Linked DNA regions of Zea mays: region 1 is linked to region 2. Evidence: chromatin contacts called from public Hi-C data. All regions are on one chromosome and are shown on one strand. Each heading gives the region's core, a stretch centred on a gene start, on an enhancer-like site or on the middle of the called end of the contact. The rest is flanking DNA. Distances are from core to core; before and after follow the strand shown. Region 1 overlaps LOC111828497. Region 2 holds the start of LOC541955 (enhancer of zeste 3).

Region 1 (6,503 bases), core at 3,553-6,052, 380 kb before region 2:
AATCTGTTGTAACCCATTATGCTATTATATTCAGTGTATACTGTTTTTTGTTTCATTAATTTCGTACTTGTAGCTTTTATTTACTTACCAGCAATTTATTCAAGCTTAGGCAAACCATATCAAGACTTCAGCCAAACTAATCATGTATGTTACTCTAGGAATGTCTCAGCAGAAGTCTCTGATGAACATTAAAATGTGTAGCCTGATTGAGCTGTTAACAGCTGAATACTCATTGGAAAAAATGTGTTTCTACTGGCCCTCTTATGCCACTTAGGTTCCTAGTGTGTTCCTATAAAAGTTATCTAGGTCAAATCAAATAGTTGATGGAATGGGCTAAAGTATTATCTGCTCTCTGTTTTCTGCATACTTCAGATTTTGGATACCACATTTCAGGCCTGTTTGGATCACCGCTCCGGTTCCCACGCCGCGCCACACTTGCCGCGCCGCAGTTGTGGCAGCCGAATCGGCCGCCGCACCTTAGGCGAGATGTGGCGTTGGAGGTCAGACTCCAAACAGGCCCTAAGTTCAATCTATGCTGCATTTTCTTTTGATTTAATGGGAGTGCTCAGCTGCACTTTTTCATGGCTGCTGCTGCTGAGACTGAATCACTGTACCAGCAGCTTACATTTCCTGCAGCTGCAGCTGTAAAGAACTGCAGCCAAGTGGGTCCAATTTTAAAGCTAAGAATATTCTATAACACACTTTTTATATTATAATGGTTTTGCTAGAATGTATTTTGTTCACTTGTATTTATGCCATTAAGTGTTCTCCTAATGGGGTGCATATTTCAAAAGCCGCTCCAAGTTTGAAAAGCAGATATCATTTTTGCTGTATCAAGTTCCAAAAGCAGATATGATTATTAGTTTATTACTATGTGAGTTCCAACTGCAGATGATCTTGTGCAACTTGGATATCATTTTTTTTATTCCCAATAGCGAGGAACGTTGTGGCTTCTTGGGTTTGGAAAAGCGATGAGAGATGCCATACACTCTCCTCTCCACCTACACAAAAAGTAGTTTTAAGTCTATAGTTATTCATAGTTAGCATTAGCACAAACTAACTTATTCCACTCCAATAAACAAAAGGATTCGTTAGCTAAATGTCATATGGAGCTAGGCTTAGGACCTCAGCACATGTTATTAATATCTGAAGCTGATCAATTCCAATATCCTTGGTTAATCATATTCAATTACCAATATGGTTAACCGTTATTAAACGTGCCTTTATGAGTGCCAAGTTTTTTTTATCTGTAGCTCAATTACTTTAGGTTTCAACCTTGTCAAGTTTTAGGACTGGAAATTTGACAAATTGTTATTTGTCGGTGTTCTAAAACTACCGGCCAGTAATCTACGTGCTTTTGCGCGTATGGTGCGGATGGTGTGCAAGGAATACACAAGGTTTTTATATTGGTTCGGGCTGAATGTCCCTATGTCCAGTTGGGTGACTTGTGTTACCCTGCACTTAGTCTGTAGTAGGGGATTACAAACTGAGGCGAGAGAGGGGCGAATCCCCAAGTCTCTGATGAATCGTGGGAGGAGTGTCGTGCTCTGTGTTACAAGTGTGGCGGTAACCTGAGCTCGCAGCCGTGGTCGTGCTCCTCTCCTCTCTTTTATAGGTCAAGATGAGGAAAAGTTTCATTACATTATTGAGAGAGGTCAGGCGAGATGAGCCGGAGTCGGGTTTTGTCATGTAGTTCCTTGTCCTCCGCGATTCTGACCGACCCAAAGACACCCGCGGATGTCTTCTCCTTCTCCTGTCATGAAACTGTTGCAGCATCACGATTCGTCATGTGCCGTCCCGTCGCTGCAGCAGCTGTTCCTTCGTCCTTAGTTGACTCTTCTGTGGCGGAATGGTTGGGTTGGTACTGAGGAGTGCAGAGTTGTCCCGTGGCAGAGAGAAATCTGCATTTTAACACACTGAACCCTGTGTTGTCATTCGATCCGCATGCCTGTGACAAGTCAGACCGGTTTGTATCCTTATCTGGATTGGTTGTTGGTACTGTCCCATTTGTACCCAACCCTGTGAGGTCGGATTCAGCCCCCGACCTGGTCCTGTTCCCGACCCTCGGGGGTCGGGAGATTTGCGGACTTTTAGGGTAGCCCACCCTTTCTCTGACCCTCCACGGGTCGGGGGTCGGGCGTTGGTTTTGATTCGTTCGCGGGGATCAAAGGTCGGATATAATGGGTCAGGTTTTAACTCGACATCTTCTATTAACCTGTCTTTGTTATACTCATGTCATCCAACCCTGACATTACTCATACTTGCTTTTTAATATATCTTCACATCGAGATCCAACCTATAGGAGGAACTATGCCGTTTATTAAGAAGGTGAAATAACCAGCCAAATTCGAGTACTGGAGGATTCCCACATAGAGCAAGGCAGTACTGGATTCTTTTTAATGGTTGGAGAATTCGAGTACTGGATTGCTTTGCATATTGAACTTGTGTTTCTGTTCTTTTCGTTTTTAGAAGTTCATAGCACAATTGCTTATTCTATGGTGGAACAAAAATGTCTGTATTTGCTGCATTGTTTTTGTTTGTATTTTCTGTTAGGTGCAAAATGGTAGTTTATACCATACCCTTGCACATGCTATCACCATCAACTGGGTTTAAATTTTTCAATGTTATATTGTTATCTTTTTGCAGTTTGAGAGGGAAGGTAATGAGTTAAGACGTGTAATTGAAGATAACCAAAAGGGAAGCCATCCTGTGGATAAGGATTTGCACACTTCTAGACATAAGCATGTACATCAGAAGCTGTGGAAACAGAATCTGAGTCACCGTCACTCAGGCAATCAGGATTTGGAGAAATCAGCAGACCAGAATTGTCTAAATAAAGATGTGGAGATCGAGGAAGGAGAATTGATTGAAGAGGACCATAATAATATCATTTATAAAAGCAAGCTTAAGCAGGAAAATGTTGTACTGAAATCAGTTATTGAAACAAGTTCAGCAGAGCAGTTACAGGTGAATAATGCAACGTCGAAGGATGCTACCTGCAACAACAGAGCTACAAGAGAATCTGATGAGAAACACATTCTTGAGGTAATGGAAAAGATGCAAAAAAGGAGGGAAAGGTTCAAAGAGGCTATTGCACCAAAAAAAGAAGTCGGTGACAAGAAAGACCTATCGGCTTTAGCATGCAGTACAGATTTCATCCAGAATCAACGGCCTGCTAGGAAACGGCGGTGGGGTGGTAATTGTTGGATGCTGGAAATGCCTTGAGAGTTTGTCCGTGATGGTTTCTTCAACAAGGTGTTCTGCTTATGTTGCTCAAAACATTTTACTGTTATGTTTACTTATTCTGATGGCTGGGTTGGGGAAACAAAATATAGAAAGCATATTCTTCAGGCACTTTTATAGATATAGTATCTTGCATAGTTTAAGAGTAAAAAGGTTCGACTTCAAATGTAACGTGTTTGTGGGGTTCTTTCAAACCACTGGAGATGATTTACTATCCCCTAAGATGAGATTTAAATGGTTTCCTTTCTGCAGGCTGCTAAATGTTTCTCTGTGTTTATGTATTCAAGTTTATCTCTTCATACTCTGAATGCCATCATCTCCAGAGTTCTTTTTATTATTATGCAGCAATTGTGTTTTTCCCCGATTAAGGTGAGTTCATTGTAAAATGCAGATCGTATGCTCTGGGGCTGCCTTTTGCATTTTTGTTTGTCTGATTGTGTTTATATGCTTCTGCCTCTACACTGCTTCCATAGTTCCGTGTTTGTTGATTTGAAGACTGTTGGCTAGATAGGCTCCCTTTAACTAGATGATTTGTTGTCTTCCTATGTAGAAAGGCTTCATTCGTAACTTTCCCATGTTCTTGATTCATATGGGATTTCAATTAAGGGCAGTTTAATTCAATGTTTTCTTATCCTTATGTCTTGAGAATTATGCTTTGTAATATGGCCTTGACCAAATTTACGCAAAGAACTGTAGATATTATGTGACACTAGATAAGTATATTTAGATTCAGCGTTAAATATATTTTTTCACAATATACCAGTTGTAAATATTTATACTCTTTTTTATGAACAAAAGTAGAATTGCATTATTTTATTCTGGACGAATAGAGTATTCTATGGCCCTCTTTGGCACAACTGCTGCTTGTTGAAAAAACAGCTTATCTGATTCTGCTTGTTGGCTGCTTTTAGTGTATTCTGAGAAGCAGCTGAACTGATAAGCTGCTGCAGAAGCTACCTGTTTGGTAGAACTTCTGCTTAAATTTATGAAGAAGCTGAAAATAAGTTGTGCCAAACAGGGCCTATATCTAATCTACGCTGTTGCTTTTTTTTGTCAACGGAAAGACTCGTGATTATCCGCTCGTTTTTTTTAGTTGCGTGTTTGCAGTATGGTTTTATTGCTACCCTACCGATATCTTCAGCCAGTCACATACAAGTTGCAGTCTGCAGTTAGTTGTTGCCTTACCCACTCTGTCAGGCTAATATATCTGTCTGAGTCAGAGAGAAGAACGGACATTTGCCCTCTCGTCAGAAGGCGAACACGCGAGCAGCTCCATTGCCAAGAGAATTTGGAGAACGCTGAGACGACACGATCGTGCCCACTGCCCACGAGAGGAGTTGCCGCCTGTCAAAGGCTGGAAGCGGGGACTTGTGGGGAAGATGGGAAGCCGCCTTCAACTCCTGCAGACAGAATAACAGAAATATCGAACGACGTACACACTCCAGCTCCGACACCGTCATCCGTCAAGTCGTCAACTGACAGTGCACTCGGCGGTGGTTCGAACGCCGAACCGACGTGGCGCGCTGACGACCTCCAACCGTGCCCTCATCCCAGCCTCCCGCTTCCGTCCCTGCAAGGTCCAAGCCCGGTACGGCACCGCATCCGAGAGGGCAGACCCGTCAGTCCAGGCCCCTCGTCCTTCACTCCTCCTTCGCCTCTCAAAGGCGCGCCTCGCTCCACCATTCCCACTGGCGATTTGCAACAGACAAGCTCCACTAGAGCTCGGCCGGCATCCATGGCGATGCGGCTCCTGTCCCCGTCCACGCCGCCCCCACGCTTCCCGAGCCCCGGCCAGAAGGCACCCGCCTCCATCTCCGCATCGTCTTCCTCGTACTTCTCTGTCCGCTTGCGCCGCGCGCGCGCGGCGGCTGCAGCGGCTGCAGGCGCGGCCGCGGCGGGCGGGTCCGACCGGCGCAGCGGACGCTTCGAGGGGGAGGCGATGAGCGGGGCATTCGACAGGGGCCTCGCGGAGATCGCGAGGAAGGTGCCGCTCTTTGAGCCCACAGCGGACGGGGAGCTCGCCGCTGCGGCTGGCGAGCGGCCGTTGCCTATCAATCTCGAGCTCTGGCTCTACCGCGTCAAAGTGCACACCAGAAAGTTCGAGTTCCCTGAAGCAGAAAAACTTCTGGACAAGGTGAGCACGTAGAGAGAGAGAGACAAGGCTATACCATTACGCATTTACGCTTTAGGAGTCCATACACGTGGAGAAGGTTTCTCTACCTAGCGCATCAAGGCGACATGAATGAAACTATTAAATGTGTGTCGTGTGCTCGAACCGAGTACTTTTGGGTTCCGAGCTGATGGATCTGATGCTCTGTTTCAATTCTTAAATCTGAACTAGTGTATCTCATTCTGGCCTGAAGACGGACGTCCTTATGTGGCGCTGGGGAAGCTGTATAGCAAGCAGTCAAGGTATGACAAAGCTAGAGCGGTGTACGAAAGGGGGTGCCAAGCAACGCAAGGCGAAAACCCATACATTTGGCAGGTTTGCACATGATCAGTTCATATGCTCCATTTTGTGGAGTACTACCATATGCAAGATGTTTTTTCTCTCTCGAACACCTAGGCTAGGAGAGGAAAAAGTACCCGGAACTATTTACATTAATCTACTCTATCCCCTAAAAACTATAAAACTAGGTATTCTGAGGAAGTGCCTCTGATCATTAGGCGTCGGTCATGCTACATTATTGTCTTGACCAGTTTACACATATAACCCTTGGAACAGTGTAATTAACTAGTGGTTTCATGTGTCTTGGTGTTTTTACGAATAACCTCCTAAAACTCTTAGATGATCTCAATCCAGCCCAAGCCTGGTAATTTACAGATTTAACCCTGTAGTTTTAACCTTTCACGAACACTATTTACCGTAAAAGCCTGACATGTGTGTCCTACATGTGCCAGAGAGGCAAAGCCACCCATTGAAAGCACCTAGGAGTCAGATTAAACAATTTGATTAGGTAAGGAGGTAGAATACTTTGTAGGTTAGGGGATGAAATAGACCAACAACAACAATTTAGGCCTAGTTTGAGTACTCTAGTATTGACCTCAATCCACTTGTATTGAGGTAGATTGGGGTGTAACTTAAACTAATTTACACCACAATCCACCTCAGCACATGTAGATTGAGGTCAATACTAGAGTACCCAAACAAAGCCTTAGGGGGTTATATAGACTTCCCTGCAGGAGTATCATTATATCAGAATAAGAAAAGGGGGTCAAAACCCATGTAAAACACCCACCCACCAACTAAACTTATTGAG
Region 2 (6,357 bases), core at 2,545-5,044:
CTCGGCTGTTATTTCTAAAACACCGATGTTGTCACCAGTCGCTCGACATTTATCTCTAAAGTGTCGATGATGTCCTCAGTCGCTCGACATTTATCTCTAAAGTGCCGACGATGTCCTCAGTCGCTCGGCATTTATCTCTAAAGCGCCGACGATGTCCCCAGTCGCTCGGCAGCTATCTCTAAAGCGCCGACGTTGTCATCCGTCGCTCGGCGGCTATCTCTAAAAAACGCTGGCGATGTCACAAGACACTCGGCTGTCAGCTCTAAGAGCGCCGACGTGGTCATCAATCATTCTGACGCTGACATAGTTTCGTCATCACTCGGACTCTATTTCAAATGCGTAAAATATCGACAACAATAGCTCGGCCATCACCTCCAAAGCGGCCATATGATGCCCGAGTTACTTAGTTTCTATTCTGAAGAAATCAACTTCACAAAAAAGAGATCAACTTGCTACGAAACAAAACAATGGACACAGGAGGAGGCGAAGTCATTCTTCATTTAAGGGAAGTAACAGTACTTACAAATCAACTCATTATGAGTTGATACTTCCCTACTGCTACTACTACTACTTCTACACTACACTATACTACTCTACACTACTAAATACTACTACATTATTTAACTATACTATACTAACATCTAAAGACTAGTGGAACCTAGCCACTGGCCCTGTTGCTGCCTTTGCTGCTGCCGCCGTCGCCGCCCCTGCTGCCGCCGTTGCCGCTCCTGCTGCCACCGTTGTCGCCCCTGCTGCCGTCGTCACCGTCGTCGCTGCCGTCGCCTCCGTCGTCGTCGTCACCTTCGTCGTCCTCCTCGGGCGAGTCCTCCTCGTCCGAGGAGTACTCCGACTCATCCGAGCCCTTGAGCCCGGAGCGCTCGACGGCCCGGATGTAAGTCCAGACCTCCACGGCAATCCCCTGAGAGTCGTCCGAGTCATCGGACGACGCTGGGGGAGAGACGGGAGCCGGAGACCCCTCGGACCCAGAGGAGAACTCCTCCTCTGAGTATTCCGAGTCGCCAAAGTCCTCTGATGGAGGAGTCGGCTCGCGCTTGCGTTTGTTGTTCTTGCCCATGGTGGAAATGCAAGGAGAGGAAGAAAGCAAGCAGCGGAGAACAGCGAGAGATGTGAAAAAACCAGAGAGGCAAAGGCACTATTTATAGAAGAAGAAGGCAACCGCTCGCCTCCAACCACGGTCACTGAACAGTCGCGAAGCATTCAATACACACTTCAACCCGTCTGAAGACACGTCAGGCGGCTGACGCCGTTTCACGCAACGCAACACCCATTGGGACTCCAGTCAACAACACGGATGATATGATTACGCCCGCTGTCACATCACATTACTACTCAGAAGCAGCCGGCTAAAACACTCAGCGTACCAAGCCGTCCCTTGCCCACACCCATTGGGGGGACGCCCAGGAATTATCAGTATATTTTTCAAAACTGTCACAACCGTGCAGGGCATGCAATGAATACCTCAAGACAAAAATGAGATATCAGTAAGGATCAAAGGAAAGCCAAATATAGCCGGTGAAGTACAAAATCTGACCGACAGAAGCGACGTGAAGACTAGCCAGGGAACGTCCATCAAATGTCCAATCAGTCGCAGAGCAAATAAATTGCACCACCTAGCAAGATATGGGCGGATCACGAACTCGGCTGCAAAAGACAAAATACATGCTGACCTCTGAAGCATAATATTGATGACATAATGCTGACCTCTGAAGCATAATATTGATGACATAATGCTGACCTCTAGAGCATAATGTGGATGACATAATGTCGACTTCTAAGGCAGAAAAGATAACCCTCAGCAAAAAGACACGAAAGGAAGACCTTCGAGTGGATTATCTTCAAAAATCCACTCGAAGCTCGGGGGCTACACCCATTGGGTGCACCTCCGGTGCACCCAATGAATCACCATTTCAAGAGAAGACAACACCAACTTCTAAGGCATAAGGCAAGATTGAAGACAAGATTGATCCTCAACCAAAGTACAAGTGGAAAATAAAGATAATTTTTGATGAAGACCTTCGAGTGGATTATTTTCCAAAATCCACTCGAAGCTCGGGGGCTACACCCATTGGGTGCACCTCCGGTGCACCCAATGAAGTCCAGGGTCCTACAATAAGAAATGCCGACCTCTAAGGCACAAGCATGAAACAAGGCTCCAGTTTACGAGTGATCTAAGCAGAAGGAGACGGTGAAAAATCATTTTTACCGGACTGCTTGGAAAGCATCTCCTATCATAAACAAAGACCGCAAGCTAGACCTAGGATCTTTGGGCTGATTATTTTAAAATCAGCCCGAAGATCGGGGGCTTGTGGGGGACAGATATCCCCCGGGTTCACTGGAAGGATAAAAGACCTCACGAAAGGCCCAAGGGCCCAATAAATCGTAAGGTCACTCTTTCATGGGCCTGGGGAGGAGCGACCAGAGAAGCAGATCGACATAAGGCCGGGTTAGTGCAAGCCCGGATGGCCCCACAACGCTGAGCAAACGACCGCAACAGAAGATCCGACTTTCCCGCGCTAGAGCCCCGTACGACGTAACCAGGCGAGGATAAGTCGGCAGAATCATAGGAAGATAGACAAAAACGGTTCACTATCTTTTAGGTGCATATCCACATGTATTGCCTCACGGTCGAATATATAAGGCCTAGGGGGCACCCCTTCAGAACGATGAACCCCCATTACTATTCAACCATCCACTTCAACTCTCTACGCTTTAGAGAGCAATCTTGTAACCCATACGCAAAGCATACTCACCAGGACGTAGGGTATTACGCATCTCCAAGCGACCCGAACCTGTAAACATTGTCCATTGTTCCTCGTGCATCAGGCACGAACCATTTAGCTACAGTCGGCGACACCGTCCTACTCCTAAAACACCTTGAGGGGCAACCCCCGGGTGTGCGGTCGGACCCAAAACACCGACATAGTCCGTATTCTTGAAAATGTCATCTCAGTTCTCGAAACACGCTTCTTTTTTTAAAAAAATCTTTTGCTTGTGGTTAGTGTATATTACTTTTATCATTCTATAATTAGTTTATATATTTTAAATTCGTTTGATCTCACTAAACTCTAGTTTTACTCATAGCTGTGCGTCTGCGCTTACTACAAGTCTACAGCCTGCAGGTAGAGCGATGTGACCATATATTGGTTCGCAAGCTGCATGGGCCAAGATTTGTATAATGACGATTTCAAAAGCAAAAAGAAAATCTAGATGAGAAATAAATCTGGACAGACAAATCAGCGGCAACAACGAAAAAAATCTGGACAATAAAAAAACAAATCAGTGACAAAGACAAAAAATATTGAACACTCACAGTAGGGCTCGAACCCACAACCTTAAGGTTAAAAACCTTACGCTCTACCAACTGAGCTAGACAAGCTTTGTGGTTACACATTCAAGCTCAGCGTCATAGATCTTGGCGCCGAGCTCGGTGCCACGTCGGCGTCGCGTCAGCTGGTGGACGACAGCGCGACGGGTAGCTCGACGTCAAGATCTATGGCGCCGAGATGTGTAAACTCGGCGCCATAGCTCATGGCGCCGAGAAATGGGTCCAAAATTGCATTTAAGTTTTGTGGGGTCTAATTGGAAAATTTTGACAAAAAAGGACTCAAAAACAAAAAAATCGGGAAACGGCCAGCTAGGCCCGTCCTTTTGATCCTCCCTACTTGTCACCGACACGTACACAGAGCCAGCGTCGCCCCCACTTTTACTGCGACACAGAGCTGGACAGAACAGAGAGGAGTCTTTCGTAGCGGAGTGTGGAGACTGGAGAGTGGAGACGGAAGCCAAGCCTCCAAGGGGGCCGTCGCAGAACTCGCGCCACCGCCCGCCATGGCTTCGTCATCTAAGGCCTCCGACTCCTCCTCCCAACGATCCAAGGTGCAACCCAGGTTCACCGGCCGATCTCCCCAACCTGATTGGTTTCGATTCTCTTCCGCTTCATGTTTCCCTGTCTTCTGTGCCCTGCAGCGGTCGGATCAAGGGACGGGCAGGGAAGCCGCTCCCGCCTCTGTTGTCCCGATCCACGGGAACCTGACGCAGTTGATACGCCAAATCAAATCGAGGCGCCTCTTGTACATCAAGGTGAGCGACCGCGCCCGGCCCGATCATGTCACTGAAATTCCGGGGGAGTAGAGCGTCGGGTTTAGTTTCCTCAATCGGATGTGACGGTGGGTTGGGTATTTGGCTCTCTTTGCAGGAGAAATTGGAGGCGAACAGGAAGACGCTGCAGAGGCACTCCTGCGCGCTGTTCGACGTGGCAGCGGCGGCGGAGGTGGCGTCGAGGGGCAGCGATGGCGGCAACGCTTTGTCGCAGCGAGCGGCGGAGGGACAGTTCAGGCTCGCTGGGTCAGACCTGGCACACGGGATAGGGGAGAGGGACGTGGTGTACATGCAGGAGGAGAACCTGGCGTCCGGGACGCTCGTGCTCTCCAGCTCGGGCGCTGCCGCGCAGCGGACAGTCGTGCGGTTCGTGAAGCTGCCGTTGGTTGAGAGGATCCCTCCGTACACCACTTGGATCTTCCTGGACAAGTATGGTTTTGTTGCCTACATCCCTCCTCCTTCTGATTACGTCTTATTATGACGCGTCACATTTTTTGTTGGAGTTCATGACCTCATGTGCCAAATTAATCTTAGCGTGAGGTTATGGGCTGTATAATCGACAATGCATGTGCTTATATGATATGCTCCCAAACCAATGCAGGAGTACTTTAGTCATATGATAAAATATAAAACTTTTGGGGGAAAACAGCAAATTTCCATACCCTTTACTGTGGGAACTCTATCAGCATCTTTGATATTCATTTTATATCTTCATTACCATCACACATCTGACACTTTAGATATTTGTATTCTTCTATTCATATGTTTTCCAAATGGGATGACCAAGGACACTATTTTGTGATATTCATGGTCACTCTTAAGGGAGATTGGATTGTAGTTGTGTGCATGCAACATTGTTGATATAAAATCTTAGAATAACTATCGCATCCTTTTTCTTTTTGATATTTTACTATCTTTTAAATAACACAGCGCAGAAATCAAAGAATGGCTGATGATCAGTCAGTTGTTGGTAGGAGAAGAATTTACTATGATCCAATCGGAAACGAGGCTCTGATCTGCAGTGACAGCGATGAAGAAATTCCAGAACCAGAGGAAGAGAAACACTTTTTCACAGAGGGAGAAGATCAATTGATATGGTAAGATCCTCATTAAAAATGGCATGGTAAATGAAATTAGAAAAAATATTTCAATATTCAAACAGGTTCTAAGCTCCCCCCCCCCCCCCCCCCCCCCCAAATGTAATATCAAGGCAAAATCCATGTATCAGAACCAGGCCGCTACATTCGCTGAAAGAAACCAGATATGTGGTGCTGAGGAAATTGGTTGCATGGCCTGCTTGATATGCCAAATTCCACCTGTTTGTTGCCTTGAGCATTATACATTCCCTGTAGGGCTATGCACTATGCAGTATAGTCTACTGAAAGTGGTTCAAGACAAGCTTTACTGTACAGTTCCCATGTTGTCTAAACATGGAATTTAGCTAATTTGCACACTGGAATAAGAAATTGACCTTTATTTTTCTATATGAATTCATGTTTATTTGATTTTTATGTAACTTCTACAGGAGAGCTACTCAAGAGCATGGGTTAAACCGAGAGGTTGTTAATGTCCTCTGCCAGTTTATTGATTCAACTCCATCAGAAATTGAGGTTGTTTACCTTTTTAATAAGATTTTAAGTTAGTGAAGTGACTTGTATACCATAAATGTTAACTGTCCCTATAAGATTCCCAAAATTTGATAGTGACTCTGCTTTTTCCTTAAAATGACAGGAAAGATCTGAAGTCCTATTTGAGAAAAATGAGAAAAACTCTGGATCTTCAGATAAGATAGAGAGGCAACTTTCTCTTGACAAAACTATGGATGCCGTTCTGGATTCTTTTGATAATCTCTTCTGCCGCAGATGCTTGGTATAGTTCCACTTCTGCCATTCTGTTGCTTTTATTTCCTGTTTTCAAGGCTGTGTTTTGCCGATTGGTTCAACTAAACTTTCAAGGTTGAGATTTACCTGGGACATTTGTTCACTCAGGTTTTTGATTGTCGCCTCCATGGTTGCTCACAGAATTTGGTATTCCCAGTAAGTAACAGTTCACTTGCATTTGAAATTTCTATTCTTTCCCTGCTAAGTAAATGAAAATATTTTGTTTGGCAGAGTGAGAAGCAACCCTACAGCTTTGAGCCTGATGAAAACAAGAAGCCATGTGGTCGTCAGTGCTACCTTCGAGTATGTCTCCTCATGAATGAAATTTACTACCATATTGGCTACTCCACTTCTAAAT

Evidence for each region. Hi-C and Micro-C count contacts between places; a contact is called where the count stands out from the background.
Region 1: a contact with region 2 is called in a Hi-C map of ear, with 2.0 times the contacts expected there. The contact joins the enhancer-like site here to the promoter of LOC541955 in region 2. A contact is called at or near these places in 2 of 25 Hi-C or Micro-C datasets (ear and endosperm).

Annotation. Positions count from the first base shown.
Region 1 is chr1:49,635,205-49,641,707 of Zm-B73-REFERENCE-NAM-5.0, reverse strand. LOC111828497 reads left to right here. Exons shown (of 9, transcript NM_001360189.1): 9 at 2,647-3,498. The coding sequence ends at 3,225. Among protein-coding and RNA genes, the nearest start is that of LOC111828497, 28 kb to the left of the region's middle. Within about 2 kb of position 4,802, at least 18 of the 20 cell types and tissues checked have an H3K27ac peak or open chromatin away from gene starts, as enhancers often do. A contact at or near this core is called in ear and endosperm, where this site is marked.
Region 2 is chr1:49,257,326-49,263,682 of Zm-B73-REFERENCE-NAM-5.0, reverse strand. It overlaps LOC541955 (enhancer of zeste 3), which reads left to right and starts at 3,794. Exons shown (of 17, transcript NM_001111609.1): 1 at 3,794-3,897; 2 at 3,988-4,101; 3 at 4,217-4,548; 4 at 5,055-5,216; 5 at 5,645-5,729; 6 at 5,851-5,988; 7 at 6,108-6,155; 8 at 6,231-6,302. The coding sequence starts at 3,850. It overlaps TRNAK-UUU (transfer RNA lysine (anticodon UUU)), which reads right to left and starts at 3,397; the gene lies at 3,325-3,397.